2 separate regions of the Mus musculus genome follow, and region 1 is linked to region 2. The links are chromatin contacts, called in public promoter capture Hi-C maps. All regions are on one chromosome and are shown on one strand. The core of a region is the stretch at or near the end of the contact, and the rest is flanking DNA. Distances in the headings are between cores, read along the strand shown. Region 1 holds the start of Fndc10 (fibronectin type III domain containing 10). Region 2 holds the start of Tmem52 (transmembrane protein 52).

Region 1 (6,888 bases), core at 164-2,663, 230 kb before region 2:
TCTGACCTGAAGCATGCATAAGCCAGACAGCCACAGGGCCACAGTCCCCATGGACAGCTGAGGGATGATGGGTGGCTCCTGCAGTGGGTCAGAGATACTAAGGCACAAAGCTAACCTAAGCCCACTGGGGTAAGGTGGGGTGGGTACAGGCTCCAGAGGTCACTCCTCCCAATCTGCAAAGTACAAAGTGACCAAGCAACAATCACGGCCAAGCTTTGACAACCTGGCACAGGATGAAAGTTCAGGTTCATGATCCTGGGTGCCAGTGGTTTTTGCCAGAAGGGAATGTATATTCTGGCCGGCTCTATAAAGGCCTCTGGAGATGGAGAAGACCCCTGGCTGCCATTGACACTCTAGCCCAGGCCTATGGGCCAGTCTGAGGCCTGAGTCTGGAAGGCAGATACCCATCTGGGGCTGGCAAGGTCGTGGGATGATGCCAAGGTCCCTGCATGGGCTAGTTTCCATTAGGCCCTCCATGGGGATCCTAAAGAGGGAGAGGGAATGAGAGAAAAGCAGAGAGAGGGCCTTAGGGTCTCAGCGCACTTGGCAGATGGAACCCAGGTGGGCGGGTCGCCTTGCGCTTCAGGGCTGCCTGCGCAGACTGGGTCGCCGGAAGGTCGGGTGCATGAGGTTCTCGGTGATGTAGGCCACCAGCAGGCAGATGACCACCAGCATGACACAGATGGAGCCGCCTACCGCCGTCATGGCCACCACGATCTCCTGCATAGCTGCCGGTTCGGCGGTGAACTCCACGCACTCGGCCAGCTCTGGCGGGACGACGGCGACCTCGGCGCGCAGCGGCAGCTGCTGCAGGCACAAGCGGTAGCGCACGCTGTCGTGCACGTCCGGTAGCAGGTAGTCGCGGCAAGAGGCACCCAAAAGCACGCGATCGCAAGGGAAGCGCGTATAGGTGCCACGCCACGAGCAGTTTAGCGCGAAGACGCGCACGCGGCGCGCCTCTGCAGGAGCCAGGCGCCACTGCAGCAGCACGCTGCGATTGCGCAGGACGTGGGCGCGCAGCGAGCCACCCGCCGAGGCCAACGTTTCGCAGCCCGGCGTCTGGCAGCGGAAACCCCGAACGGGGCTGCGAAAGCACAGGCGCCCACCGCCCGTCTCTGGGCCCTCGGACAGCACCTTGTAGGGGCACCAGGGCGCGTCGGGGGCCGGCTCCCAGCCCGGCGGCGTCGGGTCCACAGCGGCGCCTGACGGTGGCGCGCATGCAGCCAGCAGCAGCAGCAGCGGCGGAGCGCGCATCCTGCGGCTAGGCCGGCGCGGCGGGGCGCGGGCTCGCGAGCGCACGGGGCGCGGCGGAGGGTCACGCGGGCCGCGCCGCCGCAGCCGCTGCCGCGCTCCCCCCACGCAGCGCCCTCCGCCGCCACCCGCTCCGACCCGCTTCACGCCCAGGCCCGGTGCGCGCTCGGACCCAGCGGCAAAGGCGGGGCTGCCCCACGTCCCGCCCCCTTAACCCTCTCTGGGCCGCGTCCCACGGGCATGAGAAAGTCTACCTAGCACAGGCGGGTGTTGAACGGTGGTCCTGGGACAGGCCCTTGCCACAATTGATGAGAACTCCGGACGGTCCCTCTATCCGGTGCTGGCCCCTCGTGGCCACCGAGAGCGTCCTGCCCGCTCTGACCAAGAGGATGGACAAAGGGACTGAAATGTAACTTCACTCTGAGATCCTGGATCTTTGGAGTAGATGGCATCCACTAGGGAGGAAAATCTGAGGCCAAGGTTTTGACTTGGTGAAAATTGATTATTCTGCACTCCTGAAGAGATGTTGCAGGCAGATCTCCTCTATCTCATTGTTCCTTCTCGTCATTGGCTCTTGAAGAGGCTCAGGACCAGACAATGAAAACGACCCCACAAAAAGCCACCCCGAGTCAGGCCGATAGAATCCAAGCTACTTAAGAACTAGCCCACCCGGGCAGGAGAGATGGCCCAGTGGTTAAGAGCACTGGCTGCTCTTCCTGAAGTTGTGGATTAAATTCCCAGCAACCACATGGTGGCTCACAACCATCTATAATGGGATCTGATGGCACACAGGTGCACACACTTATATATATGTATAGAGAGAGCACTTATATACGTAAAATAAATACATCTCTAAAGAAGTGGGAAAAGAGAATAGCCTACCTGGGCTACCAAATGAGTTTGGGGTCAACCTGGGCAATTTAGTGAGACCCTCAAAATGAAAACAAAAAAATAAAATAAAATCAAACCAAGCCAGTTATGGTGCCCTAAATCAGCAAGATCAAAGGTCTCCTTGACTACTTGAGACTAGTCTCAAAAAACACAAAACAACCAAGCAAGGAGACACAGGGGGACGGGCAGAACCACTGAATTCTCACCCCTGCACGGTCACCAAACAGAGTCAGGGCCAAAGGACACCTGAAGAGACTGCCCTGCCTGCCCTGCCTGCGCTAAGTAGGGGGTGCAGCCAGAACCAGCTAGTGCCTAAAAGCTCTGCTGCTAAGGATCAACGGTGCACTGAAAAGGGAGGCGAGTGTGGTCTCACCCTACTGTACGTACTGTCCTTTGAGGTGACCTTAGCCAGGAAAGGAAACGGAGGGTGTGCGGGCTGCAGTGTTCTCTAGGTCCTACCTCCTGTGTCTGTAGACTATGGTGTTTCCACACACCTACAGCCCTTATCCTAGTCATCCTGAAAACCCCAAGCGGTAACTGAGCCTGAGTTCAGTATCAGAAGCCTCTATGCAGCCATTGTGCACCTCATGACTAACTTGGAAGGATCCAATCACGACACCAAGCCTCTCCAATTTGTAGAGTCTAATAAGATCTCCGTCCTCAGTGGAGGGCAGGGGTTTCAAGAGATATACTTCCTGCCCCCACCCTATTCCTACCTTTCCCTTAAACTGGGCAGAGTGCAGACTCATCATTGTAAATGTGCCCAGAAATTCCTGTAGGTCATGTCCAGAATTATCCAGACCTTCTTTCAGTTGGCTTGCAGGTATTAGTTGGAAATATTGGTACGGAAAATGGGCAAGACAACATAATGTGGTATCTTTGGATGGAAGACAGCTAGATGCTCAATCTTACTACTAGGAGGTGTGGCCTTGTTGGAGTGGGTGTGGCCTTGTTGGAGTGGGTGTGGCCTTGTTGGAGTGGGTGTGGCCTTGCTGAAGGAAGTGTGCCACTAGAGGTGGGCTCTAAAGTTTCAAAAGCCCAAGCCAGTCCCAGTGTTCTCTCTAAGCCTGATCTAGATGTGGTACTCTCAATTGTCTCTCCAGCACCACATCGGCCTGTGTTGCCACCATGCGTCCCACCAAGATGATAATGGACTGAACTTCTGGATCTGTAAGCAAGCCCCAATTAAATGCTTTCTTTTATAAAGGTTGCTGCAGTCATGGTGTCTATTCACAGGGACCCTGTTGAACAGTGATCTGAGTTGAAAACACACTAGCCATAGCCCTGCCCTAGGTCTGACTTCACCCATGCTTCAAATTTGTCCTAGGGCAAGGGGCTTTCCAGTGGGGCTGGGGGTGGGGCTCACAAATTCTGGCCTTTTCCTGGTCAGGGTGGCACTTGATCAGCTTCCTTTCATGTAAGAGAAAGCTTTCTAGAGGTCCTGAGTTCAATTTCCAGCAACCACATAGTGGCTCACAACCATCTTTAATGGGATTCGATGCCCTCTTCTGGTATGTCTGAAGACAGCGACAGTGTACTCATATGCATAAAATAAATAAATCTTTAAAAAAAATTAATTGAAAAAAGAAAAAAAAACCCAGAGACTCCACCAAAAAGCTATTAGAACATGTAACATATTGAGGGAAAAGCTGCTTTCTCTCCACTGGGTTGAGGCTGGCCATGGGGAAAAAGGATTTTATTATATCCTGTCTGGATAATTCTATCTATGGTATATTTCCAGCTAGAAACAAAGAGAGGGGAAAGGCTATTGCTGTGTAAAGGTCTGCCAAGCCACAGCAGGTTCAGAGGAAACTCACAACAGGAGGCCCTAAATCCTACCCAATATTTTTTGTTTGTTTGTTTGTTTGTTTGTTTGTTTTTTGAGACAGGGTTTCTCTGTATAGCCCTGGCTGTCCTGGAACTCACTTTGTAGACCAGGCTGGCCTCGAACTCAGAAATCTGCCTGCCTCTGCCTCCCGAGTGCTGGGATCAAAGGCGTGTGCCACAACGCCCGGCTCCTACCCAATATTTTTAAGCCTATTGAACAAAGAAAGGAGAGAAATGCTGTCCCCAGAGACCACACGGAGCCCACCACCACCTCATTCCATACTGATCCACTCCTATTTCTGTAGCTTGACCCCCAAGCCCCAACTGAAGTAGAATAGTCCCTAGTCCTTTGACAGCACAGTCTTAGGGCTTGGCTGTATTGAAGCACTGCAGCCCCAACTATTCTGCACTGGAACCTGCAAGAATCGTGGGAACTTGGTCCCTACTAGGAGTCATGTTCATACTTCTACCCAAGACTTCCTTGCTACATCTTTCCATGTCCCTGCCCACAAAACTACCAATCAGCACAGACACCACTCCACAAAGAGCACCGTCGGGGAGCAGATTGGAACAGGTGGCTTCACTTTGGGCTAGAGCCAGTCTCCTGGGTAGTCCTGCTGGAAACTGGAAGGAAGGGAGCCTGTCACAGGCAGGGTGCCCAGAAAGTATGTCATGGTTAGGTAGCCAGATGGAGGAGTATTAGCACAGAATTCATAGCTGAGGCCAAAACACAAGGTCCTTCCAGGTATTGAGGCTGTTGTGGAGTTTTAGAGTAGGGGCTGCCTACCAGGGCCATTTCAATTTCTAGTAGCAGTGACTCCATCTCTCTTGGGAGAGCCTCTTTCTCCGGTCAGGAGTAGTGTGGGTGGAATGACCTTTCCCTGCTCAGGCAAGTGAGTCAGCCCGAGCCTGCACATTCAGACTTATGGAAGCTCATGGAAGGAGTTCGTTGCCTCAATATCAGCTGCTGTGGCTCTAGAGGTACCTGAACAGGTAGCTGGTTAAAAAGGAAACCAAACCCAGCAAATGCCAGAGATCTGACGTGTGTGCCTCCTCCAACACAGCCAATGCCAGAGATCTGGCGTGTGTGCCTCGTCCACGTGCCCAGATCTAACCTCAGACGAAGCGAGCCCATGTGCTGGAGTTCACAGCCCAGAGAGATAGCTAGCAAAGCTATATATATATTTTTTAAGCAGGCTATGAAGCATGGGGACTTGACTGAGGATTTTCATGGTGTTCTTAGTTTCAGATCCTGCAGAAGAAGCTGGTCCATTCTAGCTTACATTGGGCTCTAGTTATGAAGTGTGGGCACAGATTTAGCCCTGGCACTAGGTTTGGGGTAAGAGGCAACGAAAGGGTGAGCCACAAAGAGACAATAAGGGAGAACAAGGCCACATCTACTGCTGCCATCAAAGCTGAGGAAGCTACATCATTGTTCACCATGTCGCCTATTATCAGTGGGGACTTGAACATGGCTTGAAAAAGGAGAAAGATGGCAGCTCTGTTTAGCACTTACAGCCTGCTGGTCCTTGTATCCAAACACCATCTTTGATGAAACCTGTGCACACATACCAGCATGCTAATACTTTCAGTAAAAATTCTCTTCAAATCCATTGCCTTTTGACTACATAATGTTTGTTAAAGTTTTTTTTAAATTAAATTTTCTTAATTTTATATGTTGTGTGTCTGTCTACACATACATGCCACAGTGCTTGTGTGGAAGTCAGAGGACATCTTTTTTTTTTTTTGGTTTTTCAAGACAGGGTTTCTCTGTATAGCCCTGGCTGTTCTGGAACTCACTTTGTAGACCAGGCTGGCCTCGAACTCAGAAACCCGCCTGCCTCTGCCTCCTGAGTGCTGGGATTAAAGGCATATGCCACCACTGCCCGGCTTGTCAGAGGACATGTTGGGTTTATCCTTCCACATGTTACTTTTAGGGATTGAACCCAGGTTCTCTTATACTGTATATTTATTATATTGTATATTTAAATTATGTTTAAATTATAAATTTAAATTACATGTTTAAAATTTTATATACATACATGCATGCATATATGCATACAGACACACACACACATATTAATGAAGGGCTCTAACAGGCTAGAAAATGGCAAACAGAGGGCCAAAAGGTTTTTCCCATTCCTCCCTTTCCTTCTCCTTTGCTACAAACCATTAGATTGCATTCCTAAAGTTACCCCACCCCTACCCCCGCCCTGCCTCCAAGATCCATTCAATTATTTGGCCACTGATTCAAACAAAACACCAAGATCCAATAATAAAAATTCATTATGTGGTTAATATATTCAATGAGAATTTACCAACTCACTACTTTTCTCCTTTAAAAAAAAAAATTTCTGTACAAAGCACCTGCTTGCTTGCTGCTTGCTGCTTGTCTGCCTCTGTAGCCTCCCTCAACTGCTTGCCCTTCCCAGGTAATAAATCTCCTTGGGGGGGCTGGAGAAATGGCTCAGCGGATAAGAGCTCTGACTACTCTTCCAAAGGTCCTTGGTTCAAACCCCAGCAACCACATGGTGGCTCACAACCACCTGTAATGAGATGCCTGAAGCCCTCTTCTGGTGTGTCTGAAGACAGCTACAGTGTACTTATGTATAATGATAAGTTTTTAAAAATTAAAAAAAAAACAAAAACTCCTTGGTGCTGAGAATTTGGTGTCTGGGTGTGTCCTGTACATACTCCAGGCAGCCAGGTAAGACAGGAGTCCTACCATTAATTACATAGTGTGGTGATGGTTATCTGTAAGCCCATGGTTGAGTGGCTGAGTCAGACAATATATTATGTTCAAGACCAACCTGGACCTCACAGTGAGACCATGTCTCAGTTTAAAAATTCTTTTATGGGGCTGGCGAGATGGCTCAGTGGGTAAGAGCACGCGACTGCTCTTCTGAAGGTCCAAAGTTC
Region 2 (7,714 bases), core at 4,736-7,235:
AGATTTCAGGACTTCAGGGTTATAGCCTAGCTCTGTCAGTAGATAGTGGTCTGGGATGCAGGAAACCAAGTCTGTTATTCACAGCTGTGAGCCACCGTCAGGTAAGAGATGTGAGGTGTGACTGCCTAGGACCATGAGGTCATCTTTCTGTAACCTGCTACCTCCCCTCTGTGACTCTGGGCTCTAGGAAGGGTGGCCTGTGTCTGGAGACTGCAATTTCCCTTATCTGTATCCTTGAAAGAAGGCATTAAGAGCACAGATAGTCCCTGTCATAGTTAGGATTTTACTGCTGTGAACAGACACCATGACCAAGGCAAGTCTTTTTTTTGATTATTTTCTTTATTTACATTTCAAATATTTTCCCCTTTCCAGGTCTCCCCTTCAGAAACCCCATCCCATCCCCCCTCCCTGCCTCTATAAGGGTACTCCCCCACCCCACTCCTGTCCTCCTGCACTGGCATTCCCCTGCACTGGGGTATTGAATGCCAAGGGCCTCTCCTCCCACTGATGTCCAACAAGGTCATTCTCTGCCACATATGTGGCCAGCGCCATTGGTCACTCCATGTGTATTCTTTGGTTGGTGGTCCAGTCCCTGGGAGCTCTGGGATGTCTGGCCTATTGACACTGTTACTCCCTCCATGGGGCTGCAAACTCCCTTAGCTCCTTCAGTCTCCTCTCCAATAAGGCAAGTGTTTTTTTTGTTTTTTGTTTTGTTTGTTTGTTTGTTTTTGGTTTTTCGAGACAGGGTTTCTCTGTGTAGCTCTGGCTGTCCTGGAACTCACTTTGTAGACCAGGCTGGCCTCAAACTCAGAAATCTGCCTGCCTCTGCCTCCCAAGTGCTGGAATTAAAGGTGTGCGCCACTATGCCCGGCTAAGGCAAGTTTTATATAAAAGACAATATCTAATTGGGCTGGCTTACAGGTTCAGAGGTTCAGTCCATCATCATCAAGGTGGGAGCAGGGCAGCATCCAGGCAGGCATGGTGCAGGAGGAGCTGAGAGTTCTACATCTTCATCTGAAGACTGCTAGTGGAAGATGGACTTCCAGGTAGCTGGGATAAGGGTCTTAAGCCCACGCCCACAGTGACACACCTACTTAAACAAGGCTACACCCATTCCAACAGGGCCACACCTCCTATTGTTTACTCCGGGGCCCAAGCTATACAAACCATCACAGCCCCCAACCCTGGGGGAAAACAAGCACAGATGACAGCCAGGATGAAGGCATAGGATGACCCTCTCACCACATTAAATACAGAGCTGGCCTCCCACAGTCCATATCCTGACTACACCTGGGAGACAGGCCCGCCATGCTGCGCGCACGCAAACACATAAAAATGTGATAATTTCTCTCTTTAAGTTTTTAAGTTCGGGGCTGAGAGACGACTCAGTGGATAAAGAGTGCCTAGGATCTGCTGCAGGGGCCTCCGATGAAGGCACACAAGCCTTTAGCCTCTGCAATTGGCCTGCTGAGAACAGGGAGCACCTGCGACCCTGGGTGTCCTGGCAGGCAGAGGACTGGGCTGTCGGAGGACACTGAGTGCCACACATGCTTAGAGTCATCAGACAGGCATGGGACAGGTGGGCCAAGGTCATGAGTAATCTTGGCAGCCAGCCAGCTAGGGATGAGAGGAGCCTCTCAGTGCACAGCGTCTGAGATCTGCAAGCATAAACCTCTGAGTGCCTCACTCTCTCCCAAGCAGGCTTTCTGCTTCTGCCTGGATGGGAGCAGGAAGGACCCCCTACTCTGGTGTTGGGGGGCCAGCACCACTGCCTGGTGGTTTGCTACCCTCAGATAAGAGGAGAGCTGGTGCACGTCTGAAAAAAATACAAATGTGTAAGTGGGCGCAGAGTATTTGAGTGTTTCTGTGGCACCTTGCTACTTCCTAGGGAGTTGGCTTTGCTGTTCTGAGCGGATGGGAGGTCAGGTTTCCCAAGAAACCCCAGAATAGCCCCCAACTGCCTGGAGGCAACCTGCCAGTCTCACAGTGCTGGCTTGCCCCAGGTTCACCTGCCAGGCCACAGGCTGTGCCCATGTTTCTGCTCTAAACTGGGGACCTTCAGTCCCATCTGTGCATGGTAGCCAGGATCCTTAAGGCACTTGCTCAGACCTTCTACCTTTATAGAGTGTTTGCCAAGTCTTGGCTGTGGGATTGGCACTGAGTCTGTATGTGGGTCCAGCTAGACAAAAGCAAATGGGAAACTAGCCAGTTGGGCTGGGCCTTTTACAAGAAGTTTCCCAAATAAGTGATCACAGCCTTTAATGAGGGTCCCTGCAGCAGAACCTAGGTGCTTTTAATCTACTGGGCCATCTCCCCAGCCCTGGACTCAAAAAATTATCACATTTATATTTATTTGTTTATTATTTGTGTGTGTGTGTGTGTGTGTGTGTGTGTGTGTGGCAGTGTGTGTGTGTGTGTTCACGTCTGTGGGGACATAGAGTTGGATTATGAGATGGGAACAACAGTCCATGCAAGGATCTGGCATTGGCTGGTCCTTCTCTGTCCCTTTGCCACTGGCCCTTAGCACACTCATCTTCAGGGTGAGTGAATGCCCAAGCTGAGAAGGTTCAGGAAGTGGCCCTTTAGGGAAGGACTGAGCCTATCCTGAAAGAGGACTCGCAGGATTTTCTAACCCTAAAAGGATTTTGGAATCTGTATCCTGGAAACCCTAGGTAGTTGAGCCCAGTTAAGACATGGCTAGCCCGGCGGTCCAGCATGCTCTGCCCCAAGCAGCCTGGAGTCACCTCATTTTCTTCTTTGGTCATCTAGGGCACATGGTAAGGTAGTTTCAGTATCTGATGGAACCTCTGGAGAACCGGCCGGGTGGGTAGGGGAGGGGATTCGGGCAGAGCCTGCAGGCAGAGAATGCACCCAAGGTGTGAGGGCCATTTGGGAGCCTAAGGAGGGGCTTTGAAAGCCTAGGGAAGACTTTCCCTGGCAGCACTTCCCTCCTCCTGGTGTGGGAAAACCACCCCTTGCTGAAGGCTTTCATAGGGACCTGCTTCTGCAAGGGTGTGAAAGGATGGTTGAATGCTTTGGCCCTAGGGTTTGTTACATAGTTTTTTTGTTTTTTTTGTTTGTTTGTTTTTTGTTTTTTTGTTTGTTTTTTAGTCCCTGATGCTACCTCACAAGGCTGGCCTGTGCCCTGGCTCTTGTGTGCCCGACAGCCTTCATCTGGCCCTCACGACTGTGCCACCCTTCCCCTGAGGTATTCTTGCCTCTGTCAGGATTACATCCACTGTGAAGCTTGTTCTTAAACATCTTCTCTCCACTAGGGTCTCCTTTTTAACTGTATGCCCTGAAGGATAGCCAAGTAGAAGGTAGGTTACTTCCTACCCTCTCCTGGACAGGTGGGCAATGAGGAGCTCCTGGAGAAGCCAGGTATCCCTACAGACTGAATGCTTGGCAGCTGAGTAGATTAAGGGATACGGGCGTGTCTTTGAGATGTTCCATAAGGAGAGCCAGGGGAAGGTGAGGAGTGGGGACAGCGAATGAGCCTGCAAGGCATTGACTTCACCAAGAGCGACCTGGCCTATGCGGGATGTGGACGGGGCTGGCAGGGTGTGGGGTGTGGGTACAGTCCAGGTCTGTGGTCACCTGTGCACACGAGTGGGGAGAGATGCAGCTAGAGAAGGAAGGGTGGACCTGGGAGCCCTAACTTGATTCTTGGGACAGTAAGACTCTGCAGACAAAGGGTTCTTTAACTGTGATGGCTTCCTGGGGGATTTACTACGAGAAAACCCAGGATTAGGAGGGTAAACTGAGGGCAGCTCTGACAAGAACAGCAAGGGATAGACTGAGACATCTTCATGGAGGACCTTGGGCCTGGAGGTTGGTGGTGCCTCAATAAATGAGGAGTTCATAAAGGTACCGGAAGGTGGTGGCCGAGCGTGAAGCCTTGGCAGACGTGCACTGATGAATGTGTGTGAGACCCTCGGGAAAATGGAGGCTGACCCAAGGAGACTGACAGGGATGGGGATTGAGTGTGGGTTTCTCTCCGACCCAACCTGGAGGGAAGAGGTGGGCCTGGGTAAGGGAATGTGGGCACACTCTGAAGTTGAAGATCATTTTTCTCTGACCTCTGGCCCTTCCCACTGTCCAGATGTGGGCTCTAAACGCCAGCAGGAAGAGCAGATGGACACCCCCCACCCCAATCCTGTCTGTTTACCCTGGGGTGGCTACCCAAGGCCTGCTGGACACCCTTGGCGGGGGCACTAGAACCCTTTCCGCAAAGACCGAGAACATGTTTACGTAAACTTTATTTTCCCCTCAAAGGGCTGGCATGCCAGTGGGGTTTGAGCTCCCAAGATCCAGGCTCCTCCGGGATGAGGGCCTGCTGGGCCCCGGATGGATGGGAAGGGTGAAGAAGAGGGGCCAATACAGGGGCAGGCTGGCTGGCCAGGCATTGCATAGCAACGAGGCCGCGTCCGCAGCAATGTGCTGGATGGCTGGCCTTCCCAGGGGAAGGATGACACAGGTGGGGCTCCTTGGTCCTAAGTGCCAGGAATCCAGGCAATGGTTTAATGGCTCCAGAAGAGAGAACTCCCACCCTTTTCAAGCGGGCTTGACTAGGGCCGCTGGGCACTGGGGCCTGGCTCCTGGGGCCCTCCAGTGGTCTCTGGCTCCAAGGCCTCAGGCAGAGAGTTGGTTTTCTCAGAGGGAGCTGCCACTTCCTCCCTGGCTTTTATCATCTTCACAACTTCATCGTAGGAGGGTGGCAGCTCAGACGCATAGAGGCTGTAGGTGGGAGGGACCATGGAGTCAGGGTCTGGCTCTCCAAAGTACAGGGGCAGCCGCATGCCCAGTGGGTACTGCACGGAACTGTAGGCTGCAGGGAACAAGAGTGGGTTTATCAAGATGGCTTGGCATTCACCCCACGGTGTCCTCAGCCCCCAAGCCCCCATGCAGGCTAGTGGGTTCCAGACACTCACAGGTCACAGTGCTGTGTGCGGGGCTATCACTGTCCACTGGGATGACTGTCCCGTCACAGGGCTGCCACGCCGCTGGCGTGTGTGACTGGGTGTGCGTCTGCTTCCTGAGGCAGCAGAATCGTACACAGCTGGCTGTGACCCCACACAAAAGCATCAGGAGTATGGCGAGCAGGATGAGCCTGGTAAGGAAGAGCAAGGATCTACCGCGGGACTGGCCTCCTGTTACTGGGCACCTGCACTCGGGGGCCAGTCATGCCTAACTACCCAAAACAGGATAACCGGCAGGTGAAAAGAAAGTAAGAGAAGTCTTTCCATGCCAGACACTTCCTCAGCTGGATTCAGGCCCGAGGAGCCGCCTGCACTGGTCTCTTCCAGCTGGGGCCAGTCCTAGCTTGGCTCTCCAGTGCTGGCCAGGGATGGCCTTGGGTTCACTCCCAGGACACACTGTCCCCAGGCAACTGCACAGTCCTTGTGCCTTCTGCTGAGGATAATCGGGTCTGGTTTCCAAGGCTGCCTAGGGCTCAAGGGCTCTTCAGACAGCGTCGAGGGAGTTGGGGGCAGCAGATGCAGCAGGTGAGGCAGAAGGGATTGTGGAGGTCCTAGCCATGGTCTAACTTCAGAGGAACTGTTGGACCAGAGGGTTGGCATGGTGGATTCCACTTACCCCACATGCCATAGGCTGCTCCAGCGGGCCTGGGGCGGGCACCTGCGGGGACAGCGGCACCTGAAGCAGGTGAGGTATCTGCTAGCTCACTCCACCGCTCCAGCCTTTCCCAGCACGGTCCAAGTTCTGCCTCTCCCCTTGGCCCCCAGCTACTTACTGATCCGAGGGGTCACAGTTGCGGTCCGCGGAACCCAGCGTCACCTGTAGGGACAAGGGTGAGCCTGAGCAGGGCGGGACCGAACTCAGGGCCGCCCCTCTTGCCTTAAACCCGCTGCGAATGAGGCCCAACCCACCTGGGACAGAGGCAGGAGAGGCAGCAGCAGCAGGATCCCCTGTGTGGCTGACGGCCCCGGGGCCATGTTCCTTAGACAGAGCGAAACTCAGTCCAACACCGGCTCAGCTTTATGAGGCCCCGCCCCTGGGCCTTGTCAGCTGAAGGTCCAGGGTCACGCCCACCTTGGTATGCGTCCCTCCTTGCTCTCCGTTTTTTGTTGCTCTTTTTTTTTCTAGTAGAAGTTTGAGAGCACTTGCACGCGCGCTCACACACACACACACACACACACACACACACACACACACCTTTCCCTCTGTGTCATCAAGGATCAAGATCTTTCAGTGGGAGCCCTAAGAGGGAATAGAGCAGTATTCTCTCTGGGCATGGGACATGGGTCTGTCCGTCATATATCTGACTGATGCCTCAGCCAGCCACCTGTATCTCCTATTTTCCCCATCCCCATCCCCAAACCAGGTCTCCTGAAACTTGTGGTCAGGACTGCACTGGGTTGTGGCCTCTCGGGAAAAGTAGAATCCACCCTCACACTTCACAATTGGCTAGGTTAAAAAGGGGTGGGGATCTACACCATTAATATGCTGGGCCTTCCATTTATTTATTTATTTATTACATGTAAGTACACTGTAGCTGCCTTCTGACACTCCAGGAGAGGGAGGGCATCAGATATCATTATGATGGTTGTGAGCCACAGTGTGGTTGCAGGGATTTGAACTCAGGACCTCTGGAAGAACAGTCAGTGCTCTTACCCACTGAGCCATCTCTCCAGCCCGTGCTGGGCCTTCTAGGTCATCATTCAAGGACCTTTGCTATGGATCCTCTGTAGGGATACCTCCGGGGAATGGCCCATTTGGCCCCTGGCTCTGGACTACTAAACCACTGCAGACAGACCACTTTCCAAAAAAAAACATTTGGCTTTAAAGATCGCATTCGTTGACCACTCCTTGCTCAACCTGGAATGCCTGCTTCTTCTCCGGAAGTGGCTGCTGCTTCTCGGGGGAATCTCCTTAATAGTCCTCCCTCCAGGCTAAGAGCTGGGCCGGCTGCTCTGCCCCCCACTACTAGGGGCTATTAGAACACTAGTGATCAAATTGCAGCAGGTGGTCAGCACAACCAGGCTGGCTAAGGGAGGATAGGAGGTGTACCAGCCCTCTGTCCTGCCTTCATTTCTTCACTGTGCACATACCTGCATGTATCTTTGGCTTTTCCCTCAGTGGGTAGGAGTTCTACAGCTGTCCTATGCACTTGAGACCTGTGCCTTGCCTCTCAAAGACCCTCTCTGCCAGGTCAATGAGCTTAGTTCCCATGCTGTTTCTGTCCTTTGCTGTGTCGTGGCTGTGCTTGGTACCGTAGGGCCAGCAATAGGAAGAGTAGATGTCAAAAGTGCAGTGCGAGGCTGGGACCCAAGTCTGGAGTCCAGAAAAGGGAAGGATCTGCTCTTGCAGAGGACCTGGGTTATATTGGTCTGGGATCAGAAGGAAGTGGCCTGCCTAGGGTAGTGCCTTCTCTAGATTTGTCCACTCATCTGGTCTGGAATCATGTCAAGGGTTTGAGAAGTGGTCAGCTACCGTCAGGGAAGCCAAAGGCCTGGGCCTGCTACCTACAAGGTCGATGAGCAGGATTCCTGCAAAATGGCTGGCTCAGTTAAGGGCCATGACAGGGTATAAGGCATCAGGGGCACTAAGGGCTTTCATGAGTACAGTGACCCAGATAGATGTCATCACCCCCATTGCCCTGCCGGGCCCAGGAGGGCTGGGAAGGCTCTCTCAGTAGCTTGTCCCCACTGGGTGGCAAAGTTCGTATGCTGCACAGGCAGGCAAGGCAGGCAGG

What was found. Promoter capture Hi-C pulls out the DNA fragments that hold promoters and counts their contacts.
Region 1: a promoter capture Hi-C map of liver shows a contact between it and region 2, with 7 times the contacts expected there. The contact joins the promoter of Fndc10 here to the promoter of Tmem52 in region 2. A contact is called at or near these places in 18 of 39 promoter capture datasets (the 3T3-L1 cell line, 3T3-L1-derived adipocytes, the C10 cell line and 12 more), 23 of 484 Hi-C or Micro-C datasets (the AML12 cell line, B cells, CD4 T cells and 18 more), 13 of 115 datasets of contacts at active chromatin or transcription factors (the HPC-7 cell line, T-cell acute lymphoblastic leukemia, bone marrow-derived dendritic cells and 8 more) and 5 of 9 other capture datasets (adipose tissue, embryonic stem cells, embryonic tail and 2 more).

Annotation. Positions count from the first base shown.
Region 1 is chr4:155,688,867-155,695,754 of GRCm38.p6, reverse strand. Fndc10 (fibronectin type III domain containing 10) reads right to left here and starts at 1,413. Exons shown (of 1, transcript NM_178699.4): 1 at 1-1,413. The coding sequence starts at 1,254. The coding sequence ends at 583.
Region 2 is chr4:155,467,385-155,475,098 of GRCm38.p6, reverse strand. It overlaps Tmem52 (transmembrane protein 52), which reads right to left and starts at 5,985. Exons shown (of 5, transcript NM_001253856.1): 1 at 5,889-5,985; 2 at 5,753-5,796; 3 at 5,596-5,637; 4 at 4,932-5,110; 5 at 4,241-4,828. The coding sequence starts at 5,954. The coding sequence ends at 4,569.